Regions from separate parts of the Arachis hypogaea genome. Here region 2 is linked to region 1. The links are chromatin contacts, called in public Hi-C maps. All regions are on one chromosome and are shown on one strand. Each heading gives the region's core, a stretch centred on a gene start, on an enhancer-like site or on the middle of the called end of the contact. The rest is flanking DNA. Distances are from core to core; before and after follow the strand shown. Region 1 has its middle 11 kb from the start of LOC140173104. Region 2 holds the start of LOC112715082 (C2 domain-containing protein At1g53590).

Evidence for each region. Hi-C and Micro-C count contacts between places; a contact is called where the count stands out from the background.
Region 2: a Hi-C map of leaf shows a contact between it and region 1, with 2.3 times the contacts expected there. The contact joins the promoter of LOC112715082 here to the enhancer-like site in region 1. A contact is called at or near these places in 3 of 8 Hi-C or Micro-C datasets (leaf and an unstated tissue).

The regions. Positions count from the first base shown.
Region 1 is chr10:8,968,457-8,972,728 of arahy.Tifrunner.gnm2.J5K5, reverse strand. No RefSeq gene overlaps it. Among protein-coding and RNA genes, the nearest start is that of LOC140173104, 11 kb to the right of the region's middle. Within about 2 kb of position 2,143, at least 3 of the 3 cell types and tissues checked have open chromatin away from gene starts, as enhancers often do.
Region 2 is chr10:9,022,825-9,027,096 of arahy.Tifrunner.gnm2.J5K5, reverse strand. It overlaps LOC112715082 (C2 domain-containing protein At1g53590), which reads right to left and starts at 2,522. Exons shown (of 12, transcript XM_025766834.3): 1 at 1,781-2,522; 2 at 1,420-1,494; 3 at 566-709; 4 at 228-320; 5 at 1-117. The coding sequence starts at 1,906.

The sequences.
Region 1 (4,272 bases), core at 894-3,393:
TGCATCATTATCATATATTCATAATATTGTATATTATATACCTACATCATTGTATACATGTTCACACAATCGTCATAGATAGTTATTATTACTTTAAAAGCTGAAGCTCGTTGATAGGTGGAACACACAGAATAACCGACCTCGGCAAATTCTCCGATTCTTGTGTTAATTCCACATGGTATGTTTAGAGATGATAACAATTAAATCTATTTTATACTATACGCCTGCCCTTAATTAAAATTTATTATTTTATTTTTTTTTTATATTTGACGCATTCAAGCAATCAAGGGTGGTAAACTAGGAGGAAAATGCATGTTACAATATCATTATATTACATTCGTCACGTTTTCTGTTTTAAGAAAGCACGTCTGTTGAGGAATAAGGAACAAGGAATAAGGAATAAATAATGGATGGAGTGACGTGCCTCTTATTGGCAAAGGTGTTTATGAATCGAATTCTATTTATACATGTGCGGTATTTATTCAAATTCGATTTAAATTACGTATATAAATTTAATTTATAAAATTATTAGATCGGATTAAATTTATATATTTATAAAATTGAATTACTATTTTTATATAGGTATTTATATATCTGTAAATTCATAAAAATAAATAAATATTATTTTTATATTTTATTTTAACTAATAATTATTATATATATTGTATTATTTTAATTTTATTATTTTAAAAAATTATGTTTAATATTACTTTAAGAACAAATATATTTAAAAAAAATTATTAATATTTTTTAATAAAAATAAATTTTTAAAAATATTTTTATATTTTGTGATGATTCAATCTATAAAATTGAATAAAAACTTAAAAATTGTCAATATTCAATCGAATTTGATTCGATAATTTTAATACGGATCGAATATCAAAATTTTAGTCATATCTAATTCTATCCAATCCACACTTTTAAGACCCAATCCACACTTTTAAGACTGAATCAAATGTGATCACAAGACGAATCAAATCATACTCAATTATGCAGTTATATACCATATGCCATTAGTGCTCATGTGCATTCTCATGTGGCATTATTCCGTGTTAGCAAGGCGAAGTGAAGTTATTGTAAACTTTCATACGAAGTTTAGGAACCTCTAAAAAATATTTAAAAAAAAGGTGGATGAGTGTAAATTAAAAATAAGTTTAATTATTTATTAAAAATTTAATAAATCTTTTTTAGGATAGTTTACGTGTTTAAAATAAGTGAAGAGAGATATTATTCATTTATCCTGTTTGAAATTTAAATACATGCATATTTTTTTAATTTATATACCTACGAATTAGATTGACAACCCTACTTTGACTATAGACTGAGTAGGATCAAATTAAATACCCACAGGTACGGTACATATTATCACCCTATCGTAGCGTTCAATTTACTAAACAATTGTATAGAATTAAACATACAATTCTAACTAATGAAATTTATCTACAGACTTAAAAAAAAATCAAATTAAAATAGTACATGAAATTGTATATCATTGACAAAAATAGCTGCCAAAGATATAAATGAAATTTTATCCCCCTAAAAATTTTAAACGATTTGTGCATTTGATTTAATTTTGTGTAGAATATTTGAATTATTTAGAATATGTAAAACAGTTGGAACAAAATCAATCTATAAATTATTTTTCTTTAAATAAATTTGTACATTAAAAAAAAGGAAAATTTTCATTTTATAGAAAAACACCAAAGCTTAATGATTAAAATGTTTGATTTTTTAATTATGTTTGCTAAATACTACATCAAAATCCAATTTTTAATTTTTTTTTAGAATATATATCTTTATTTCTTTTATTTCTCATGGTATCTCTATTATGACAAGCTAATAATTAATTCGTCGCAGATCGGAATTTCATTTAAGAGTTTGTTATTGGTCAATAAATTACTGCATGTACAAAATAGAATTTAATCCTCCAATATTAATATTAATGAACTAATTACTAGACTTGGTTTAAAAACATAAATTTTCTAAATACTAGATACTTGGTTTTTTATTTTTTAAAGAAAAAAAATCACACAAACACAACACAACTTTTTTTTTTTTTTGGTTTCCCACGAACACAACACAACTTTATTAGTTCCAAGAAAATCACCACGTATTTCCATGGAGAATTTCAATACAGGCCCATAAGATGAATATAGATTTGTAAGTTTTGAAGCAAAATATTTGGATAAGGATTGGAGCCATAAACATGTGTAGCTTCCTAATGATGGAAGCCCGTACATTTTATAAAACACACAAGCCCAAAAACAAATAAGTAAGCATGTATTTTCTAGTTGATCTTTTGTATCAGAATTTTCTGTCCAAAAATGAGGGGAAAAAAAGAGACCCAAATTGACAAATTAATGTAACAGGGTGGATGTTACAATATTTTCTTGATGTTTGGAGTTTTAAAATTTCATATAATTTTAACAAAAAAAACACTATTAAAATTTAAAATTTAATTTACTTTACGTTGATTTAAATTAATATTTAATGCATACTGATAAAATTAATAAACAATTAATACTTTTTTTTTTAAAAACTACAAACATATTAATTATAACTTATAAAATATATTTTTAATAAATGATAATTATAATTATTATAAGAAATTTAATATGCTCTATTAGTATATAAGTTATTTAATTAGTTAATAAAATCTAATTAATTAATATTTTTATATTTTATTTATTTTAATTATTTATTTAAAATGATAATTTATTTTATAAAGTTTATTTAATATACTATCTTCTTTTTTTCATTGAAAATAATGAATTTGTTTACCGACACATTTATTCCTATTTCTGTACAATTTGAATCGTATTCGTATATTTTTATTTTTTTTATTAATTTAATTTTATTCACATATTTGAATTTTAAATTTTTAAAATTTTTTATTTAAAATTTAGATAGATATAATTTAAATTAATAATTTAATTTAATAAAAATAAATATATTCGTATTATTTTTATTATCTTAAGCAAAAAATATCTCTAACTATATTTTCTAGGTAAGATTTATTAATCTTTTCAGATATTATGTACTTATATATACACTCTAATATTATTAATTTGAAAGATTACATATATCTATCTCTTTTGTTAAGATATTTAAAAATCATGTTTAACCGCTTTAAAAAAATAATACGAGAACATTTATTTAAAATAAGATGAATATATTTATTTAAAATTTAAAAATTTTAAATAAAATTATTCGTATTAATTTTAAAATAATATGAATATGTTTGTTTAAATAAAAAAAATTTAGAATAATAAGAGTATTATATCTTTTTAATTCTTTTAAATTTTTATTTTTATCATAATTTTATAATAATTTAGTATCAATCTAAAAATAAAATAAATTTAAATTAAAACAAAAAATTTAACCCAAATAGAATTTAATGCTAATTCTTTTCTCTTTCTTTAATAATTAAATGATGATTCTTCTCTCTCTTCTTAATTAAAGAGTACTAAAACTCTAAATACGTTAACTTTTGTTTAACTCTTCAAGAAGAATTTTAATACTCCAAACCTTCTAAGAATATTGAATCAGGCGCCATGTAACAGATTCATAATTACCTACCCATGACCCAAAAAACAAAAAAAAATCATAATTACCTCTTCATTACGACAGTAGATAGAAATACTTCATACTTTTTCTAATGAAAAAACATAAAGAACCAACTTTTAGTTATGTTAACTAATTTTAGTATTTATATTTATAAATGAGAATTTAGGGCTATGTATTTAAGATAAACAAAAAATTCTAAAAAATTAGGTGAAAAGAAAAATTGATTATCTAGCATTATTCTTTATATAAATGTAGACATTGGGTAGTTAGAAAATTTGAGAGAGCTCCATATCGGATTTTAAAAAAGTAGAGCATACATGTAAAAAATTATTCGTGAGTTACCTTTGAAAAATCAGAGATCGCCTCTTGAGACTTCCCAATGGTCTCCTACTGAGCCTTTTAGTAGTTGAGAATGAAAAAAAGGTAAGAGTGACTTGCAAAGATACTATGATGTTCAAATCAATAAATATTTAAGAGGTGAAATTTTTTAGGATTCAAAAGATCATACTTGGAGGAGCGGATAACTCCTCTTTATATAGGGTTCACTGTTACTCATATCTTTGGGGTGATTATGAAACTAGGGTCTTTTAAAATTCGAATTTAAAAAGTTGTTAAAACATCGTTGAGTCGGATGATAGGTGAAGGTTTTAAGCCCTAGACTTGTATGGAGCTGGGGGTACCTTCTTGGGTTGTAGTAGGGCTGTT
Region 2 (4,272 bases), core at 1,273-3,772, 54 kb before region 1:
CATTCCCGTTATGTGCAGCTTTGCTGTCATTCCAAATCCCAACCTTTTTCTTAATTTCACAGCAAGTATTGCACTCATATCGTCTGCCGTAAGGAAATTCATTCCTAACTCTAGTACCTGCATTGATCACATCACACTGCAAAATTTTAACCAAACAGAACAACATTTTCAACTGCTAATGCTGAACAAGGCATTGTCCTGCTATCCTGCATTCCAATATTACATACCAAGTGGTCATCATCATTCTGGCGAAGTACCCTAATTTCAGTAAACAAAGGGGGATTTCTTCCCAAGTATAGGTGCTGCACAACAGCTTCTTTCTACAAATATATATTATACAGTCATCAATACCAAAAGTGAAATCAATTAATTTAATACCCGCATATATAAAGTTAACCAAAAGAAAGAAATACAAAAAAGAGAAAAAAATTACATGCATAAGTCAGTGTGATAGAAAAAAAATTGAAGACTAAAGCATAAATTTCAGTTTTCACACAGAAGTCAAGATTCAAATTGCTTGATCAAGCACTATCAAAGATAAATAAATGAACAGGATGAGTCATACTGCAGTCCAAGGTTTGTACTTCTCTAAGAACCATGGTATGATGGGAAGCAAGATATTCTGAGAGGCAATATTTTCCATACATATAGGCCATATGTTTTCAACAGCATGGTTCAACCACCGGACAGTTTCAGAATCTGAAAGCACCTGATGGACACAAAAGGCATTATATGCAATATATTTCAGTATGATATATCAGATAATAATTTGAAATTATAATTACATTATTAAAATTTAAAAAAACCAAAGGAATTGACTACCAAAAACCCTAAACCAAGGAGACAAGGAGTGTTGCATTTTTAACCATATAATAATAATCCATTTGCTAGTGTACCTTTTATAATGAAGCTATACAAAATTTTGTTTTTGACATCAAATGAAATGCTCAGTCTTCATCAAGGTAAAACATCTTGCAGAAGGTTACTAATAATCCATTTAACAGCAGCAAGAGGAATAGTCTAGATGAAAGTTCTAGCTCTTTTTTTATCAGTACCATATTCCATTTCAACTTGACTTTTGGGAGAGAATATATTACATAGTTTCTTCCCCCCATTGCCCTTTATGCATTTTCTTGTACTATATTTGGAGTACATCATTTACTTGTAACTTACTAATATTGTCTCATCTCATACTTCATAAACCCTTAAAAGAATAACCATGCAAATAATGTTCAGATTCTGTCATTCTTCAAGAAGTAAGGGGTGGTTCTTTAACTTTTAGAACAGCATTTATTCACAAATTTTCTATTTCTTCTTTCCCCTTTGTTCATTTACTTAAACTGAAGCTTACTGTTTTTCCCACATAAACTTCATAAATTCATAAAATCAAATTAATAAAACTAACACCATTAGAATTACCCTTCTTTGATTAGCTTGTTTCCTCTCCTCAAACTGCACCTTCTTCCGCAGCCTTGTAACATAAAGCTCATGAACCTTTTCAAAGCCAAAAGAAAAAAGAAATATATCAAAGTCAGCAAAATATTATATTCCTCCATCTTTTTCTTTCCGTCTTTAAACAAATACAACAAAAAAGACAAAAAAACCAGAGTACAAATTCAGTTCCAATCACTGAGAATAAGTACCCATTTTTATTTGTATCCCGCATCACCAACCCAACAAATTAAATACCCAAAAAAAAAAAAACAAAACTAACAAAAGAGAAAGAATTTTCAGAATCTCCAAAAGTTTTCAAAATTGATAACCACGGTCCCTCACTCACCAGGTAAAGATAGATCAAAGCAACAAAGTAAGCAAATGGATGGAAATAGTTTACTGCAGATAGCAACCACATCACCATCAGAACGATCCCCACATGATGCAAGATCGTAACTTCCGTTATATCCATTCCGCGAGAGAGAGAGAGAGAGAGAGAGAGAGAGAGAGAGAGAGAGAGAGAGAGAGAATCTTCACTTGAATCCACCACCCTTCGCAACAAAGATAAAAAGTTTGCACAATCCCATTAATCCAAATCCATTCACCAACTACAAGATCCACGAATCTCCGACAATGGGAAAAAACCAAATCTTTTCACCAACTCCACTCGCCAGAAGGCTACAAATATTGAAATATAAAGGCACGTATTGAAACTGTTTGATGAAAGGCTCCAATGAAAGAAGTAAATACTCCAAGATATTCAAGAAAGGAGGGGGAAACGGAATTGGAAATGGATATATAATACATCATTCTTATTATAAAATATGTCAAATATCAAATATCAAAATCATGTGCACAGTGCGAAAGATTAAAAGTTAAAACTTTGAGAGTGTGTGTCCCAATTGAGGGCCCAGGGATTCGGATAATTTGGGGTTAGTGAAACGGTGACGTATTGACGAAGCAAACACCGGCAAGGTTCAGTAGCGGATTAAAAGAGAAAGAGGAAATGAATTGAAAGGGATAACCGCTCTTGAATTGGTTGCTGCTAAGTGGTAACTTGCGGAGGTTTTGGGGAACGTATATGGGAAGAGATTTACGTCGCAAGACTATGCAGCTTTGACTGCTGGTTTCCCGCCACGTGGCAGACACGTGGGATACTGATACGTGTCGTCGGCACCGTGTTGATTGATAAGAGCAAATCCCCAAAGTGAGTTTTTAAATCCAACAATGTTGAACTTTTTTTCTTTTCAAAGAATTTTTTAATTTGAAATCGGATAAACAAATGAAAGTTATAATTGATTTTTTTAAATATGTATAATAAATTATGTCTTTATTTTTTTATTATAAAAATTACTTTATTTTTATTGAAATATATATTTTCTATCCTTTTAAAAAACTATAGAAGAGAATAAATAAAATTATTTTAGTTTGTTAAATTTTATATGTGATTTAGTTGGATATCTTAATTCTTTAATTTTTAATTTTATTCTTTTTAACTTAATTGATTTAAAATGGCTCTAGTTTCTATTATTTAATTTTCAAAATTAATAACATAATTTATTTTGTTTTTTAATTAATCATCCACGTTACATTGTCGTGATGTTCACAAAATAATGATTGAGCAACTAAATAATTTAAAGGGTAAGACAAAGTTTTATCTTTGAAATTTTTCAAGAATTTTAAAAATATTTTTTATTTTTTATTTTAGTTTTATTATAAAAAAATTTTACTTGTATTAAATGTATTTTTAGCAGCAATTTTTAATAAATTTAGAATCAATTTAGTAACTATTTAAAAGTGATTTTGTTCTTTCGAATTTAAAAATTATTTGAACAAAATTGTAAAAAATAGGTCAGAGACACGTATTATTACTATTCTCTTATTCCGAGTTTTCAATATTCTGAATCTATTATTTCTAATAATAGGTGGTTTATATGCAAAAAATTCAAGTTGGGACACTGTTCTGAACAAGAATGATACACCAAAAATCCAATTAAATGAGAATAACACATTATTAGCTCACTAATGGTTAACGGATATATCGTTAAAGTGAATAAAATTATCATCAGTAAAGCTATCAGATTATGACATTGAAACGTACATTTAAGGCAGTAAATACCTAACAGTTATATCGGAAAGGTGTAATATAAGAAAAAAAAAAACTCTTGAGGTAAGACATAGTTCAACAATCACTCTTAGAAAATTACTTTTTTATTTGAAAGAAGAGAGCTCAACACAACAAGTGGAGCATAAGTAGGCAACAAACAGAACCAACCTAGAACAAATAAAGAAAAACAATCAACGCAAAAAACACTAATAGATATCCCCTTGTTATCTTCGGCATTGTCATCAACAACAAAAATGATCCACACGTAGCCATTCCTTATAGTTCATAAATGACAGATGGATAATATCGTCAACCCCTTTTTCACTATTCTAAGAAATTCTTCTACTCCTTTCTAGCCAAATGTTCCAAGTAATCGCACAGAAACACATCATCCATCTCTTGCGCTCCTCCTTACTAGTTGATAGCTCAGTCCAACTTTGAAAATGTTCCTAGCGTCCCCGGGCACGACCATTGTCTTCCAACAAATGATAACCATGCACACCAAACCTGCCAAGAAAATTCAAACCAAGAAACAAGTGGTGGCCATATTAAACACCTTTGTTACATAACACACATACAACATCTTTCTGGTTAACAACTCCAAATCGACTCAGCCTCTCCTTCATATTGACCCTGCCAGTTAAAACAAACCAGACAAACAGTTCAACTCTTGGTGGAACTAGACCTTTCTAAACTGTCCTAGTAAAGCTATAACTTTCTATATCTTCCGA